2 separate regions of the Canis lupus genome follow, and region 1 is linked to region 2. The links are chromatin contacts, called in public Hi-C maps. All regions are on one chromosome and are shown on one strand. Each heading gives the region's core, a stretch centred on a gene start, on an enhancer-like site or on the middle of the called end of the contact. The rest is flanking DNA. Distances are from core to core; before and after follow the strand shown.

What was found. A called contact is a pair of places that touch in the nucleus more often than the background predicts.
Region 1: a Hi-C map of blood shows a contact between it and region 2, with 4 times the contacts expected there. The contact joins the enhancer-like site here to the promoter of C32H4orf3 in region 2. A contact is called at or near these places in 2 of 9 Hi-C or Micro-C datasets (both in blood).

What each region holds. Positions count from the first base shown.
Region 1 is chr32:2,333,827-2,338,090 of UU_Cfam_GSD_1.0, reverse strand. It overlaps LOC102152366 (a long non-coding RNA gene), which reads right to left. Exons shown (of 12, transcript XR_005382595.1): 2 at 2,591-2,745. Among named protein-coding and RNA genes, the nearest start is that of PRSS12, 87 kb to the right of the region's middle. Within about 2 kb of position 2,565, at least 4 of the 20 cell types and tissues checked have an H3K27ac peak or open chromatin away from gene starts, as enhancers often do. A contact at or near this core is called in blood, where this site is marked.
Region 2 is chr32:1,612,303-1,617,246 of UU_Cfam_GSD_1.0, reverse strand. It overlaps C32H4orf3, which reads right to left and starts at 3,618. Exons shown (of 3, transcript XM_038582449.1): 1 at 3,524-3,618; 2 at 2,777-3,358; 3 at 1-1,349. The coding sequence starts at 3,618. The coding sequence ends at 2,842.

The DNA.
Region 1 (4,264 bases), core at 1,316-3,815, 720 kb before region 2:
TGGCAAGATTTCATTCTTCTTGAGAGCTGAGTAATACTCTGTGATATATATATATATATCACCTCTTCTTTATCCATTTATCTATTGATGAAACACTTAGGTTCCTTTCATATTTTAGGTTAGTCCCACCGGTTTTATTTTGCTTTTGTTTCCCTTGCCAGAGGAGATATACTCACAAAAAATGTTTCTATGGTCAAAAAAATTACTATCTATGTTTTCTTCTAGAAGCTTTATGGTTTCAGGTCTCACTCACATTTAGGTCTTTAATCCATTTTGAATTTATTTTTGTGTATAGTGTAAGAAAGAAGTCTCATATTTCCAGCATCATTTGTTGAAGAGACTATCTTTCCCATTGTGTATCTTGCCTCCTTTGTCTAAGGTTAATTGACCATGAAAGTGTGAGTTTACTTCTGAACTCTCTGTTCTGTTTTTGTGCCAGTACCATACTGCTTTGATTACTATAGCTTTGTAGTATCTTGAAATCTGGAATTGTAACACTTCCAGGAAAAAAAAAAAAAATAATCCACTCTTGATCCCATATCCCTCTCTAGATACTCCCCCATTTCTCTTCCGTTTTCTAGCATAACTGCAAATGGGTTAACTAAGTCCATAGTCTCCAATTCCCTTTCCATTCTCTGTGAAACTGTTCTCACCAAGGTCCTAAATGACCTTCATATTACTAAATCCAATAGTCATTGCTCAACTTCCGTTTTACTTGTACCATGAACAGTTGATCACTCTCTCTTATTTGAAAAACTTTCTTCTTGACTTCAGGATACCACACTCCAATGGCTTTCCTCCTTACCTAACTTCTCAATATCCTTTGCTGGTTCCTGCTTCTTTTCCTGGTAGATAAATGTTAAGAAGGCATAAGGACTCAGTCTTTGATCTCATTTTCTATGTATCTTTTACTCCCTTGTTATTAGTATCCAATCTCATGGCATTAAGTGCCTTCTACACTTGGATAGCTCTCAGTCCAGACCTCTCCCCAGAACTCCATATTAACTCCACACTCCATATTAAATTCCCTAGTCAAAAATTCTACTCAAATGTCTAAAAGATATCTCTTACAACCTATACCCAATCATCAAATTCCATAAGCTCTATCATAAAAATATATTGAGAATTGAATCATTCATTTCCTCTACTGGGATCATTGTCATCACCATTCTCTCATCTGTATGACCATACTAGCCTAACTGGTTGCCCTACTCAAACACTATCCCTAGACACTGTGTGTCTTCTCAATAGTGCTTTGAGAAGAAACATGTAAATCCTAAGTCAGATCATATCACTCCTCTCCTCCAAACTCTCCAACAGCTACCAAGTTCACTCAAAAAAAAAAAAAAAAAAAAAACGAAAACTCAAAGTCATTTAATGATGCAAAAAACCCTAGGAAACCTATCACCTTTCTAACTTCACTTGCTATTTGGTTACCCCACTTCAGCCAAACTGGTCTCATTTTTATTCCTTGAACATGCCACGTATATGAGTTATCAATTGCTGCATAACAAACAATTCTTAAATGTACTACTCACTTAAAACAATATTATCTGGTTTATCTGGATTCTCTGCTTCAGTGTCTTTCACAGACTACAATCAACATCTGGGGCTGTAGTCATCTCAAGGCTCAAATGGTTAAAGATCCAATCTCACTTACACGGCTGTTGTCAAGATTCAGTTCCTCAGGGGCTATTGATCTGACAGCCTCAGTTCCTTACTGCATGTTGGCCAGAGACCACCCTCTGTTCCTTGCCACATAGGCCACTCTAATATAGCAGCTTGCTTCATCACAGCAGGCAATCCAAAAAGACAAGAGAAGCAATGGTAGCAAAAAAGAAGAGTCTTTTATAACATAATCTCAGAAGTGAGATCTCATCACTTCACCACTTAAGGCAAGGGAATTACATAAAGGAGGGAATAATATGATGTGGGAATCATTAGGAATCTTAGAAAAGGCTGTCTACCACAGCAGCTATGGTGCCACTCAGGAAGCACTGAAGACTTAGAATATTCTTCTTCTAGGGGCACCTGATTCTTGGTTTCCATTCAGGTGGTGATCTCAGGGTTGAATCAAGCCCCAGGTCAGGCTCCACACTCAGCATGGAGTCTGCTTGAGAGTCTCTCTCTCCCTCTGCCCTTCCCCCTGCTCATGCTGTCTCTCTCTCTCTCTCTTAGTGAATAAATCGCTAAAAAAAACAATATTCTTCCAGATATCAGCACGTTTCATTCCTTCACCTTAAGTCTTTTTGTTTGACCTAATGTCACCATCTCAAGATCTACCCTGAATGTTTTTTTAAATTATAATTCCTATCCTCACTGCAAACATTTCTCATCCCTACCTTTATTTTCTCTATTGCACTTACTGACTTTAAATTTTCATATAATTTACTTATTGTGGTTGATTTCTATTTTGTCAATTTAGCTAACCTAGTATTACAGTTTCATTTCCTCGCCTGAATAGTTACAGGTTAGTATGGCCACAAGAGATATTTTGCATAGTAATTGAAAGTGAAACAGCAGTCATATACTTTCACACTTAGGTCAGTACAGGGCATGAGGCAATGTTGCAGATTATGCAAATTCTCACCTAATCTGCTAGCTCATTTTGTTGGTGTGGGGCTGCAGCCAGGTCTGTACCTTCTTCAACTCCTGCCCGTTTCAACCTCTGCAACTTGTGGGTCTGTGACAAAGGACCAGTTCCTCCTGCAGATCACCTCTATCATCAAAGTTGAATCCTTGGAACTAGAGGAAAATGAATGCAGATTCCACTTTATTTTCATGGATTTCAGTTCATCCTTGCAGTTGCCATTTTTCCTTGCTTCCTCCTTTTGACAGCTTTGGTTGACCTTACACTAGAAATATCAGTATTGATATTGATATCCTAGTAGTTCTACTCCTCTGATATAACTCTAATACTCTTATTTATGTCAATTTTGTGCCACTAAAATATAAACTCCATGAGTAAGAAATTTTGTCTGTTTATTGTTCCTGCCCCAACACCAAGAACAGGGTCCAGCATATAGTAGAAAATCTTTAAACAAGAACATGATAGGAAACACTCGTTGTTTTAAGCGCCAAAGATTGTAGACTGTTCATTAACTGCAACATAACCTCAACCATTCTTAATGTGGCAGTTTTAACTTGTGTCAACAAATTTTTACATTCTCTCCTTTAAGAGATGGAGTTTAATTTCTCTCCCTTTTTGTGTGAGCTGGAAGTAATAACTTGGTTCTAACAAGTGATAGCATGTAACTTCTCAGACTAGGTCATAAAATCATTGGTACTTCCTCTCTTGGATCACTCACTTTGGGAGAAGCCAGCTGCCATATCATGAGAACATCTCAGCAGCAGCCTAATGGAGATCCACAAGCTGAGGATGAGACTTCCTGCCAACAATTAACATTAACTTGCCAAGCAGGTAAGTGAGCCACCTTGGAAGATGATACTGCAGCCTCAGTCAATATCCTGATTGCAACCTCATGCAACAACTAAGATAGGCTGCTTTTGGATCCTGATCCACAAAACTTGTGTGAGATAATAAATGCTTATTGTTTTAATCCACGATGCTGGGATCCCTGGGTGGCGCAGTGGTTTGGCGCCTGCCTTTGGCCCAGGGCGCGATCCTGGAGACCCGGGGTCGAGTCCCACGTCGGGCTCCTGGTGCATGGAGCCTGCTTCTCCCTCTGCCTGTGTCTCTGCCTCTCTCTCTCTGTGTGACTATCATAAATAAATAAATAAAAAATTTTTAAAAAATCCACGTGCTTAGGTTAATCTGAAAAAAAACAATAGGGGATCCCTGGGTGGCGCAGCGGTTTGGCGCCTGCCTTTGGCCCAGGGCGCGATCCTGGAGACCCGGGATCGAATCCCACGTCGGGCTCCCGGTGCATGGAGCCTGCTTCTCCCTCTGCCTGTGTCTCTGCCTCTCTCTCTCTCTCTGTGTGACTATCATAAATAAATTAAAAAAAAAATAGATAACTAGTACTTTGATTCATACAGAAATACACTAAAAATTGAAAAACCCATATACTGAAAATTATAACCACTGATGAAAGAAAGTGAAGATGATATAAATAAATGGAAAGAAATTCTGCACTCATTGATTGGAAGAATATTGTTTAAATGTTCCTACTGTGCAAAGCAATCCACAGAGTCAATACAATCCCTGTCAAAATTCCAATGCATTTTTCACAGAAATAAAGCAAACAATGCTAAAATTTGTATTTGGATCTACAAAAGATCCAAATAGTCAAAGCAATTTTGA
Region 2 (4,944 bases), core at 2,369-4,868:
TTAGCAAGGCAATAAACATTTATTGGACAAAATTATTAGCACTCAGCAAAAAAAGTTTGCACTGTTTGGTATACTCAATGAAATTTCAGTTTTGTGTTTCTTTGGGTGCTTCAATTTTTGCATAAAAGGTTCACTCCAGACAGATGCAACAATACCCCATAGGCATTACTGTTACCTTGTAGTGGGCAACAGGCAATTAAAATCTACCAAAATCAGTTCCACATTTCACTGTCAATGCCATTCTAAGAGGGAAAGAATATAAAGTTTACCAGATCTATGTCCTGTTTCTAAGTAAGGGGAATATCTTCAAAATATTTAGGCAATTCACATGTATCAAATGTCACCAATTTCAAAAAGAGCCCATTTCTAACATCTGTTACTTAAAGGAGTATCTGTTATGTAATAGGAATAGCTTCTGACGGCTTTTAGTAGCTGCTTTGGGAGTGTGAACTTTCTGATTAAACACTAGTTGATCACTCCTAGAATGTAAATTCTTACTAACATTTAGAGAAAGAATGTAAGCTCCATAAAGGCAAGGATTTTTGTCTTTTTTGCTCAGTACTGTACCTGGCCCAGAGTAAGTGCTCAAATATTTGTTGAAATGACTGCTGAAGTATTTAAGGTATAACCATTATATAAAAAAACACATTTTGGCCACAAGCATTCTTAATGCAATCACAATAAATAGGTTTCAGACATATTCTTATTTTAGGGGAGTTCAAGAACTGAAAAGAAAACAAAGGTAAGAGGACATGCACACTAGATTTCCCATGTTGGATATTATATTTATATACTTTCTCTGAGATTATTAACAATATGGCAGCCATCACAGAGGCCCACTTAATCTAAAAAACTGGTACTTACGGCTAGGACATTGTGGGCCTATATTTTCTGTATAGCTCTTAACTCCTTTTTCTCAAAATCCTTCCCTTTTGAGTAATTTATTTTTAAATATTTCACTTTAATATTTTACATTTTTGTATTATACTAATCTGGCTAATCCTTAAAATGTTAAAGGCAAGACATTACTATATTTCTTAATGAATACACTAAACCTTTACATAGAAATGTTTTAATATTCAGCCCCTGTAAAGCCATCAGATTTTGAAAAGTTTTTAAACATGAATCAGAGAGTCTAGTTTTAAGAATTTAGCTATGAATGGGTGAGATCATTACCCATTTAATATAGTCCCCAAAAGGAATAATAAGAGTAAAATGAAATGAAAGAAAAGTCCCTCAGTTTGAGATTCTGTTGCACAATCCTGTCTTCTTTGTTCAAGAGGTTTGTAGTCATTCTCAGAATCCACTCCAGGAACCAACTTCTTAATCTAGACATCAGGCAAACCATTCTGTAAAAACCAAATATTTGTCAACAATGTCTCCTTCCCATTTTAATACTTTACCCCAATATCTGAAAATCCAGGTTGTCTCAGTCATTTACCTATTCCTAAATGATTTATATGTTGATAAGAGAGAGAGAGAGAAAGCCTGGAGTATACCTCCTAAGGCTTCCATTTTCTACCCAAAACTTAAAACTCGTGTCATTTAAAAAAAGAAAAAGGAAAGAAAACATATTTGAGATATCAGTCTTTAGCAAAAAAAGGCAAAGCAGAGGAGAGTGGAGACTCTAATGGTTGGGCAGAGGATTTTAAAGAAATCCCCATCTCTTCCATTCACCCACTCAACCTTCTGCCTTCTAATCTTGTCACACTATCCAAGAGACCAGCAACAATGGGGCCTTAGATACAATGAGTTTATGCCCAAATCTTTGCCAAAATTTTGGAGGTGGGGAAGGAAGATATAATTGCCTATCAAGGATTACAAATTCTTAAGCATAATGATGGAGAAAAGTTAACTTACGGTTAAGCAAACAACCCTGAAGTCCAAGCGAGCTCCCTAATGTCCAACCAAATGAGCTGCGCCGCTTTTCCACAGGTTCTCTCTTCAGCTCACTGCTTCTCCTGAATTTTCCCTCATCATTTCAGTCCCGTCTCCCTCTTCTTGTTCTGCTCCCCTGCCCTTTCTTTATCCTTCCTTCCCTTACCCTTTCCAAAACTGTCTTTTCAGAGTGCGTTAACATTTACCGAAATGGGGACCCTGAAAAATAACGTCTTAGTAAGACGTTATTAAGCGTTCATATCTGGACCTGTCTGAGATCTCTACCCGGCCTGCGGGACGTCAAGCTGCGCAGTACAGCCAACACCACCTTTCGTCGAGCGCTTACTGCTGCCGGGCAAGCGTGCACATCGCTTTCGGATCAAGTACTATGTCATTTAATCCTCACTACACCCCTATGACCTGGTTACTACTGGTCCCAAGTGGTAAATGGGAAAAATGAAGCTCAGAAAAGCTAAATAGTATCTCTAATTTTGCGGTACTAGAGGAACTCAAATCCAGCTGGTTTCTTTTTCTTTTTCTTTTCTTTTTCTTTTGTAAGATTTTATTTTTTTATGAGAGAGCACAAGTGGAAGGGAGGGGCAGAGGGAGAGGGAGCAGTCGGCTCCGCGCTCCGCAGGGAGTCTGACGCGGATCCCAGGCCCCGGGGATCATGACCTGAGCTACCCAGGTGCCCCCAACCCCAGGTGGTTTCATTCCAAAACATAAGAAGAAGAAATTATGAAGCCAAATTCCTTCCACACCTCTTTGAAGACCCTGAGGTGCCCAGGAAGAACACTTTACTTCGTCTCATCCCGACCCCCAGCACCCCAGTCGACTCTGCCACTTGGCCAGCTGGGTCATTATTTTGGGCGTACCCTACTCCCTGGAATTCAGTTACCTGGCCAACGCCCACACCGTGGTGGTCGGCTCCCTACCCGTTCAACTCCGCGTTCCGAGTACTCACTACGGTAAAAGATACACGAAGACGAACAACACCACGTCGAGGAGGATGAAGAGCCACAGATCCAGCCAGTAGGAATGTTTCGGAAACCGGTCGGCTGCGGATTGAGGCCGCACTTCGTGGTTCTGCGGCTGCCTCCCGGCTTCGCCCAAGCGCAGTCGCTCCCGGGGGCCGTCCCGACCATCTTCTGCTGCTGCGCCCGCCTCCATCACCCACCAGTCGTCGCCCCGCCGCAGCCGGAAATCCCTCAGGTCCCGCACTTCCGGGTTCGCCTTGCCCGCAAACGGCCACAGCGCGGCGCCTACGCATGCGCGCTCCCCTCCCCGGAAACGGCCTGGTCCCCTCGCCTTCCGGCGCTTCGCTGTCTCCGTGACGCTCGGCAGGCAGCTCGGCGGGCAGCTCGGCGGGCAGCTCGGCGCGCAGCTCGGCGGGGCTCGGCCTCCTCCCGGCCGCGGCGTGCGCGGGGCCGCCCCTTCGGCTCTGCTGCGCCCTGAGGGAGAGCTGGTTAGACTGGTTTCCCTGGAAGAAGTCACCCTCAAGTCCCGCGGACGTCAGGTGCTGGATCCCACCCAGGAACTGCCCACGGTCACCTTTCCTTGTCCCTGTATTTCTTTCGGGTCCTCATTGCCAAGGGTTTAGGGCCCCCTCTGATAGGGTCTGTATTGTGTATATGGCACGTCACACCTATTCATTCCTGAAACAGTTATAATGAGGTGGACGTCGTAAGTAAGAGCCGGGGCTTCTAAGGAGGCCGAGAGCAAATCCTGAGACTGCGGCATGTACCCCATGGGAGTGAATTTAAGGGTAACCCCCAAGCTTTTGGGAATGTGACCCCCTAGGAGATTGGAGTGCTAGCAGAAAGAAAATGGCCATTGTAAGTGAGGAAAAATTCCCCTCTACCGACCTTCTTTGGGCCTCCAGCAGGGCCTAGGCATTAAACTGACATAAGATGAGACTTCAGGGGAAAAGCACTCAAGGTCTATTAGTTTTTGGTTTTTATGTGCACATGAGAACCTTCACAAGAGAATGAAGATAAAAGAAGCGACCAGAACAGAAAGCTTTACTCCTTTTAGATAGAGAGTCAAACCAGGCAAAGGGGTTTGGGTCAGGGGTGGTAAATTGTGAAGAATGACAGGGAGATAAACATCAGGGTCCCAAGGTTTGTTTGTACAGATTTCTCAGCCTGATTCCCCATCTCTGGTGATAAGAATGTTTTTCTTCCTCCTCGTAGAGGGTAGGCACCTTTCACATGGGAGTTTTATCTCCTGTCGGGAAGAATTGAGGAAGGCCAGAGTGGCCCTCTTGCACCTGCTGTTTCTCAGGCTCCTTTAACTTAATCAATATGCCAAAGCAGTGTATTTTGGGGTGACACACTCTGAACTCCTTCATTTCCTCTGTCTGAAAGTTCATTAGAAGTTTTACATGAAAGCTGAATTGGTGGCTGTGGAGAAAAAAAAAAAAAGAAGTTAGCAGCCAAGTGGCAAGGGATCTATCTGCAAAGGGAAAGAATAGGTTAGGATAAGAATACATAGGAAATAAGTCGAAGCACATTTCCTCATATCCTGTTAAATCAGCCTCCTATCCCTAGAAATAGGTCAGCCCAACAGAATGGCTGAACCTCATTTATCTGATGGAGAGTGTTTATCTGGTCTTTCAAAAGGTGCAGGTTAAACACTATTTGTTTCAAGCAATTTACACAGAAGTAGCATTCTTCACCAGTGATTGCCTGAACTCCTCCTTTGGGGCTGTCAGTGTGTCTAGGAAGAGGTAACTTTGGAGTATAACAGAAAGCCTAAACTATTAACTGATGATAGAAGGGCTTCCAATGTGTGTGTAATGATACTGAAATCCTGTTATATTTCTGTGGAAAGATTTAGAACTGCCTTTTCCAACTCAAGAGTTTGAAAGCCTGGGAAAAGGGAGCCCAATATTGAAAAAAGAACTTAGAATTGTGATGCACGAGCCAGTTTTCTGTAACATCTTGTTTAGTGTATTCATGTGGCACTACTTTAAGACCAAAGGACCCTAAGTTTGTAATTGGGCTGGCATTTAAGGTGGAGTACCAGGACAGAGAGTATCAGGAATCTGAGTCCGCATCATCCTGA